3 separate regions of the Gossypium hirsutum genome follow, and all the other regions are linked to region 3. The links are chromatin contacts, called in public Hi-C maps. All regions are on one chromosome and are shown on one strand. The core of a region is the stretch at or near the end of the contact, and the rest is flanking DNA. Distances in the headings are between cores, read along the strand shown. Region 1 has its middle 12 kb from the start of LOC121220539. Region 2 has its middle 8.0 kb from the start of LOC121220532. Region 3 holds the start of LOC107954611 (rab GTPase-activating protein 22).

Evidence for each region. Hi-C and Micro-C count contacts between places; a contact is called where the count stands out from the background.
Region 1: a Hi-C map of leaf shows a contact between it and region 3, with 2.1 times the contacts expected there. The contact joins the enhancer-like site here to the promoter of LOC107954611 in region 3. A contact is called at or near these places in 10 of 34 Hi-C or Micro-C datasets (callus, cotyledon, hypocotyl and 2 more).
Region 2: a contact with region 3 is called in a Hi-C map of leaf, with 4 times the contacts expected there. The contact joins the enhancer-like site here to the promoter of LOC107954611 in region 3. A contact is called at or near these places in 3 of 34 Hi-C or Micro-C datasets (hypocotyl, leaf and petal).

The regions. Positions count from the first base shown.
Region 1 is chrD08:32,872,519-32,875,405 of Gossypium_hirsutum_v2.1, reverse strand. No RefSeq gene overlaps it. Among protein-coding and RNA genes, the nearest start is that of LOC121220539, 12 kb to the right of the region's middle. Within about 2 kb of position 1,360, at least 8 of the 9 cell types and tissues checked have an H3K27ac peak or open chromatin away from gene starts, as enhancers often do. A contact at or near this core is called in cotyledon, hypocotyl and leaf, where this site is marked.
Region 2 is chrD08:33,020,569-33,023,268 of Gossypium_hirsutum_v2.1, reverse strand. No RefSeq gene overlaps it. Among protein-coding and RNA genes, the nearest start is that of LOC121220532, 8.0 kb to the right of the region's middle. Within about 2 kb of position 1,323, at least 7 of the 9 cell types and tissues checked have an H3K27ac peak or open chromatin away from gene starts, as enhancers often do. A contact at or near this core is called in leaf, where this site is marked.
Region 3 is chrD08:32,944,705-32,947,632 of Gossypium_hirsutum_v2.1, reverse strand. It overlaps LOC107954611 (rab GTPase-activating protein 22), which reads right to left and starts at 1,350. Exons shown (of 5, transcript XM_016890220.2): 1 at 474-1,350. The coding sequence starts at 637.

The sequences.
Region 1 (2,887 bases), core at 111-2,610, 72 kb after region 3:
TTCATTATTGCTAGTTCAGCAGCTTTGCACACAAATTTTAAACAACCAGCTGCCACCGATTTAACTGTTTGTGCTTATAATTATCATTCAACTTAGCAGTCTGCGAGTAAAATACTTTCTCGAGAAAATTGTGATGTTGTTGAAGCATCAGTGCTCCATTTTTCCTCCAAATGGGGTTATTGATGATATCAGTCCCAAGAAACTGATTGCTTCCCATTACACAAAACCCTCTTCTTTTTTCCTGATCAGAAAATGGTCAACCTAGGAAGCACCGACACGGGGAAAATCCCCTCGTACCAGTGTCGTACTGGTGTCCGACACGGACACGCCACCGACACGGCCGGATATGTACCGGACACACCTTGAAGCGTGTCAAAAAAGGACACTCCCGGGCTTTACTTTGGCCTGAATCAGAAACGGAAAAAAAAACCCATATACAAGAATAGAACTTTAGTAAACTGATAAAAAGAACTTTAACATTTAATCGTGATAATTTATGGGATTTTTAACATACCTGTCTTCTTTGGAGCCGATTCGCTTATATGAAGATGATGATGCTGGGGTTTTTTTGCAGAGAATGAAATACAGCGGCAAAGGTAAGGACGGTAAATGAGAAGGGAAAAAAGGGGTAAATGGGGAAGAAAATAAAGGGGATATGAGTGTCTGCGTAAGAAAGAATAAAAAAATAGTTAATGTATTATATAGTTTTTTTTTTGAAACAATAATGTATTATATAGTTATAAATTTATAATGGGGTAAGAAAGTAAAAACAAATTATAGTAGTATAAAAATAGTGAAATTAAGTATAATAAAAAAATATGTGAGACCCATATAAATTAGATTTAAAATATTTTTTAAAAATTAATTTTAATTAAAAATTAATAAATATATGTGTGACCTAAATTCTTATTAAATAAAATAAGATATTGTTTACAAGACAAGTTAAATAAAATATATTTTCTTTCTGAACGATTTAATATTTATAAGTAAAATATATTTGAACATAAAGAATATATATAAATAATAAAAATATTTTATTATTGCCGTATCTTACCGTACTTGTGTTATCATTTTTTAAAAATTACTGTGTTGTAGTGTCCGTATCGTACTCGTATTAAGTATTCGTGTTCACGCTTCATAGTACTCTAACATTTATTCAAAATCAAATTTGATTCTGACATTGACATTGATTCTGTCCGAATTGAACATGATAAAGAAGTTAAAAGAAAAAATGAAAAAAAAGGGTTTTTGGATTCATCAAGCAAAATGGTTCGAAGTTCAAACAATAAGGAACTGAGTGGGGACTCAAAGTAGCCTAAAGACAGTAGGACCACCGAGGATGGGATAAGGGCAAAGCCACTGATGTAGTGGTGACTTGAAACCTTTAAAGCACAAAAAGCAAAGGATAGGGATAGGGTTCCTATACCAAAGGTTTGCCAATGTGTTTTTAATAATATCATCGTTGAATATGGGGAAGGTGGGTCAAAAAAATGGGGCTCTAGTGTTTTCATACGCATGGTAAAAGATTACAGAGGAAAAAGAAAAGAAAAGGTAAAAGAAAGAAAGAGATATGCTTAGAAAAAAAAAGTATACATATTAAAGAAGTTGAATGGTGGAAAACGTTAAGTACAAAATTGTTGCAAATGATTGAGGAGGACCATGGCTACTTTACATGGGTACCCTGCCCTTTGTTTTCTCATACAAAGGTTAAACTGGCTGTGAGAAGGAATTTTTTTTTAGAAAGTTAAAATTGAATTATAATTTTTAAAAGTTTTACTTAATTTTGAGATCGACCCTCACTTACATTAGCACCACCTTAGATTAAATGTTAGTCTTTGGTCGAGGTACTTTGGATTTGTGCCAAGGTATAACCCCAACACTTCGTTAAAAACTCTCTAAAACAATTTTAAATAATTAAAATTTTTAATTATGACCTTTATATATATATATATATGATAAAATTGATATATTGATATATAGAGAATGGATTGTATGAAATTGTGATTCCACACCATCCCTATTATTTTCTAATAGGAGAATGATAAATCATATTTTTCCTCCTTATTTTTAGCATTTTTAGTTAAATTTAAATTTTTTCAGGAATAAAAAACAGAAAATTAGGAGAAAAAATCTGTTTTGTCATTCTCCTATTAGAAAGGAATATAAATAACTTAGAATCACAGTTTCATACAATACTTTCTCTATTGATATAATGCGGGATTCTTTTATATTGATATAAAATTAACATAATTTTATATGCTTTTAAAATTTTGTTTATGATTAGATTTATTAATATAATTATATTTATCACACATGCGAATTTTTTAATTAATTTGATTTCTATATTATATTAATCTAAAATATTATTTATGTTAATATATTTAATGATTGAAAGGATTTTTTTATAAAATAAATAGTTAAATTTTTTAAAAATACTTTAAATTTAACATGAATAAAACAAATTTCACATACTCGATATTCGTCCCTAAATTGAAAAGGAAGGCATTAACAAATTTAGGGGGATAGAAATAATGCCCACCATGGGATGCTTACAACTAGGGAAAATGAGTGATGAAGATAGAGTTGTTAACGTGCTTTGACTTGTCTATAACTAGAGTAGGTACTTAACATCACAAACTCAAAGAATAGAGCGTGCCCCAGTTTTTTCTTTTCATTTTCAGCTAGTAGAAAAATTCGATTTGATTGAAAAATTAAAAAAAAATTAAAATTTGAATTATTTTAGTTGAATTAATTCGATTTTTTTCTTCTCAAATCTTTTTATTTTTCCTAAATTTTTTATTACCCACAATTTTTTCTTTTATTTTCTCCCTAAATCTTTTATTTCTCCTAAAAAATTTTACTTCCTTCAAACTCTCAAAACTTTTTT
Region 2 (2,700 bases), core at 74-2,573, 76 kb before region 3:
AAGAAACAGATACAGGTCCTCAAAGATCAGAAACAACCAAAGAAAATGGATCAGTATATTCAGTAACTGAAACAGGAAATGGTAACTTATGAAACTTTCTTTGTTTTTACAAGCAGTATAAATACTATCAACAGAAATTTTATTTAAATTGATATGACAGTTATTAAGAACAGTCTTGACAACAAACGAAGACGGATGTCCAAGATGATTATGCCATAACCAAAAAACCTCACTGCTTTTAGTACGAGTCTGAAGTTCAACTTGAGCCGTAGATGGAACAGACGCGTTGGATAGAGAGAAATAATATAGCCCATTATGAATACGCCTCTTCAGCAAAACCTCCTATGTTATGCTATCCTTAATAACACATTAAGTGGGGTGAAATTTAAAAAATACACCATTGTCAGTTGTGAATTGAGATACCGACAATAAATTTTTTCGAATGGTCGGAACACACAAAACATTAGATAACCAAAGTAACCTAGAACGTGCAGACAAAACTCCCTGACCAATTGATGAAATCATAACAGGCGTACCATCACCCATTAAAAGAGAGGACTTACCTGAATATTGAACCGCATTATGCAGTACTAAAGAATCCTGACAAACATGATTACTGGTACCAGAATCAGGGTACCAAGACGAGGTGCCAACTGACCTAGGAACTGGTGAGTCAGTGTCATCACCATTAATCCCATGTGGCATGGAGTTTATATGCGAGCTGAAAATAGAAGGATCAGAATAATCAGAGGCATGAATATCACCCAATCGAGGAAGCCCAACGCACGGATTCGTCCCTGAAAACACACGAGCCAGCGGTTTAGTACTCCATAGGACTGGTATAGGACCTGACTGTAGACCAAGTGGCCTGAAAGTAGTAGCGAGATCAACCTGCACATTGTTAGAAATAGGCTCACGGGCCATTGAGGGGCGGATGGCCCATTACCATATGGAAGCCTAAAACCACAATTTAAATCTTATTATTTCCAAGATCATACGGCCCAGAATTGGGACCAAACGATGACGGCCCATAAGCTTGCGGCCTAAGCTCATGCCAATTTGAATCAGCCCACCAATTTTGACCGTAAAGCACATTTAGATTAGCACACCAATTTTGACCAGACTTATGCAAAGTCTGACCATGAGAAGAAATATTTGGTCGAGTATTTGGCTGTGGAGGCCAGCCACGAGGACCAGACTCAGCCGGATTTGATGCCGGAGCCTTAGACGGAGAGACTTTATCGCAGTGGTACCGATAAAAGTAGTGTTGGACGGTGTGACCAAATCAGGAGCAGATTTGACACTGAAGCTGTGGCTGAAAAATCCTGCCACGACCACGCGAGATTGGCTGACCACCACGCGTAGAACCATCTACTACCGACGGTGAAGAGTTTTCCACCAGATTCGCGGTGAACCAGATTCGAGGCGAACGAAACCTCCTGAATTGTCTGTATTTGCCGATTCTCACACTCGATTAGAGCGTCCACCAGACGCTGAAAAGGCAGAGGAGTCGAAGATAGAGAAGCAGAAGAAACCACGCCTTCAAACTCAGACGGGAGACCCGCAAGCAGCACTACCGTTCTCTCCGCCCCTGAGATGAAAGATCCAGATGCTTCCAGAAGAGCACATAGGCTTTTCAACTTTGCAACATACTCTCGGATCGTCATACTCTCCTTCTTGATAAAGTGAATTTCATGACGCAACCTGGACTGTTTCAGATCCGTATCGGTCGCAAACATTGCCAAAGCCGTAGTCCAAACATTAGAGGCCGATTGTACATCCATAAAAGAAGATAAAATCGTCGAGCTTACGGTGGAGAGAAGCCATAGAGTAAGGAGATTACCCTATTGTTGAAAGCTGACGCCACCGGATTAAGCACAAGAGCACCATTTGGTGCTTGTACAAACCTCGACGGTGCAGTAACAGAACCATCAAGAAAACCAAATAAATCATAACCATTGATAATTAACTGAACCTGTTACTTCCATTAAAGAAAAGTTTCTTCATCGAGCTTTACAACCTCATGCCGAGGAAAGGAATTACCAACACGATCAGCAGTAAAAACAGAGTCATCCAGTTCAACAGAGTCTGAGGCAGCAGAATGTGTAGTTGCCATGATTGTGGATCAGTTAGCGACTGGTACCATGAAGAGAAACAGGTAAACTAAAGGCTAAATGAATTCTTCTTTTCTCTCTTGAATTTAGACGGTAAAAGCTATCTAATACAAACTCAAGACAGTGTATTTATAGTCATAGAATTAACTGATTTCTTTAACTAGCTGCTAATAACCTTAGCTAATACTAACTGCCTTTCTAACTGATTCATTAACAGATAGGGATGGTGGCTGGACTAATATATCAGAGTGAAGGTAAAAATAGATGTTTTAAAACACCTAAGGAGAGTGGTCTACCTTGTGAGACAGGGGGATATCGAAATCATTTGTGCTATAAAATACGAACATCTTTTGACATTTTGTTACAAGTGTAGAATCATCGATCATAAAACACAAATGTGCAACAAAGAAGGGGTCCAAACGGAGTCAGACAAAATAGAGCTCCAGTATGGTAATTAGCTTAGAGTGCAAGTAGGGAGAACGACCCAAGGGAAATGAAACTAAAGGAATGGTGTTGAATTTTTAGATGGCAGGCAGGGGAGAAACACTGAGACAAAAGTTAACGAGGAGAGAAGTGGTGAAGAAAA
Region 3 (2,928 bases), core at 101-2,600:
ATGAGTGTTAATATTCAAATATATCAACAATAGAAAGTCATAATCATGAATAAAATCCTAGCAGATTGAAGCAGTCTAAAGGCAGCCTTAGTCAACGATAAAAAAATATGTTAAAAAAATAAGGTTGCCAAGTCACATTAACACAGATTCAAAAAAAAATAAGTAAAGCAAAGAAAATATTAGAATTTGAAATAAACAACCAAAAAATGGAGCAAAAATGACTGGAAATACTAACAAACAAGAAGCAGAAACCCTAATTAGCGAAAAGAGAAAAAGTTTTAAGGGGAGTAGAAAGAATCTAAATGAAAAAAAAAGGAAGCAAGGCAAACAAGGAAACAAATAGTTTCGAACTTATACAAAGGGGAAAGAATTGAGACAGGAGATCGGGATCTGAATCGAAAATCTAACAAGAGATTACTGAAACGAGCAAGTGTTTGAGGGAAAAAGGGAGAAGAAAGGGGACGAGGACTCACCGATCAGAGGAAGAACAAGAAACTGGGGAAGAAGAGGTAACAACGAATAGAACCGAACGCAAATGAATCCATGAAGATGATGACGATGACGATGACGAAGAGGGTGAAGGTGAAGGTGAGTTCGGAGATGAAGATGAAGTCTGACTTCTTCTAAGAGCTCTCATCTATTAGAGTTTGATTCTTATCGACTACTCTTACTACGAACCGGTACTAGGGGTTTCGGAGATTTGCTTTTACCGTTAAGCATTGAATGATCGATCAGTTCACTTTTTTTTTGGGGGGGGGAGGAGGGATTTTCTTTTTACCTAGTAGTAGTGAAGAAAATGGCGGCAAAGAGAGCGAGGCCGGCAACAGCAGTAACGGCGACGGTAGTTTTGGAGGGCGGCATGGGTACAGAGGACCAGAATCCTCCTCCGCCGCCGCCAAAGTGGTGGATTCCGGTAGGGCTGTTGTTGGCTGAGGGGAGCATGGAAGGCTTGAGGTGGAGGAAACCAAAGCAAGATGCCCGACCTACCCCTTCCTTTTAACTTCTTCCTCTTGAGTTTTTCTTTTTCTTTTTAGCTTTGTTGACTGCTTTGCTTTCTCAAATCTCAACAGCTCCTTTCTTTTATTATGTTTTCCTGATTGGGTTTTGGTTTATTCGGCCGCCCGCCCAATGAATGAATCGAGAAAGAAAGGTGTATTTGAGTTATGTGCCTATCTAGACTCGACTCCATACTACATAGCTGCTCAGAGAGAGAAGAGTTCTCAAACTGAAAGATTTGATTTCAGATTGTTTCTACTACCTACGCTAATTATTTCCGCTGTTAAGTATTGGTCCCTTCTCGCTTTCTTTATTATTTTATTATTTCTCCTTTTCTTTTTTGAATTCCATTTGTTTCCAAATGCAAATTAACCATAAAACCTTTGGGTTAAATATATTTTCATCACCGCCACAATCAATCCAAAATCTGTTTATTACTTTTATATTGCTTCTACTTCTATATTTTAATTCAAAAATTATTCCTCATAAGTCCCGCTTAATAAAATTTTTTTTATAAAAATTCCACACCAGTTTATGTTATTTTTGTTATAAATATCTTATTAAGTGGATGTTCATCATGATCAAAATAAAATTTTAATATACTTTAAATTCTAATAGTTATTAGAATTAGATCTCTACTTCTTTTATTCTTCTTATGCTTATAAATAGAGACTCTTATGAAGCATTGTAATCACCCCTTTTGATTAATAAAGTACATTATCTATTACTTTCATATTTCTTTGTTCTTTATTCTCCCCATCTCTCTCTATTTTATAATAATTTTTAGTTAAAATCCTTTTTTTTAATTAAAAATCCAAAAACTCTTATTCTTAGTAGAGATGTTCATGAGTCAGGTCGGATCAAATTTGTAACACCCCTCGCCCATCTCAATCGCTAGGTTCGAGCTACGGAATGCTACAGTCATTAACGGAGCAACTACAGACAATTAAGATTCACTTTAAAACATAAATAATGCAAACACAACCATTACAGATCATAAATAATGCTTTGAAGTTTTCCCGGAATCGTGTTAGGACCAAATTGCAACATTTTCAAAATTTTAAAACAACGTCACGACGTGACCGTCTGACTTGCCTTATTGTGCCGATGGGATTCCTTGCCATTCCATGGTCCACAACCCAAATCTCATCGCAACGATCATTGCTAGACTTCGTAACGTGAACTCTATTTTTGGCACAAAATAGACCTTTTGGTGCCTACTTCAACCAACCAAACCATTTTCCACATTTGGTGCACTTAGCACAACATTCCACCTACATAAAACATGTCATAATACATATCAAAAACCTCACAACATTATCTCAATTCAATCTATCAAACATGTCTTCATTTGAACAACAAAACATAACAATTTGCTTAATCAATTCAATATACTCATCAATACATTTTACCATTCCTTATCATCACATTTACTACCTCATTTCATACTAATCTTACCATTTAAAATGTCAAACACAAAGTGACACAAGTTACCAAAACATACATCCTCACTTTTGAACATTAACACTTCATGATTCAAACATTAACCGAGTTCAAAAAAACTATCTAACCATAGAAACTCATATAAATATAACACATGTACATACCACATAATCGAGCTTAAAACAAGCATAAGTTTACCGAGTAGATAACATGATAGTGTGAGCTTCGAGGTGACCCGATCGACGAGTTCCATAAACTGACAATCTATTAAAAAAAAGGAAAACGACTAAGTAAGCATTTTGAATGCTTAGTAAGTTCATAGGTATTAAAACGATATACTTACCTTGATTTACAATTAACATATCAAAGTAACTAACTTGACACAATTTGCCTGACATATCAATTCGCAACAACAATATAAGTTCATCATATAGCCGAGTTATAAAACAATTCAACATTTAACATCTTATTTCAATTTAGTATTATTCA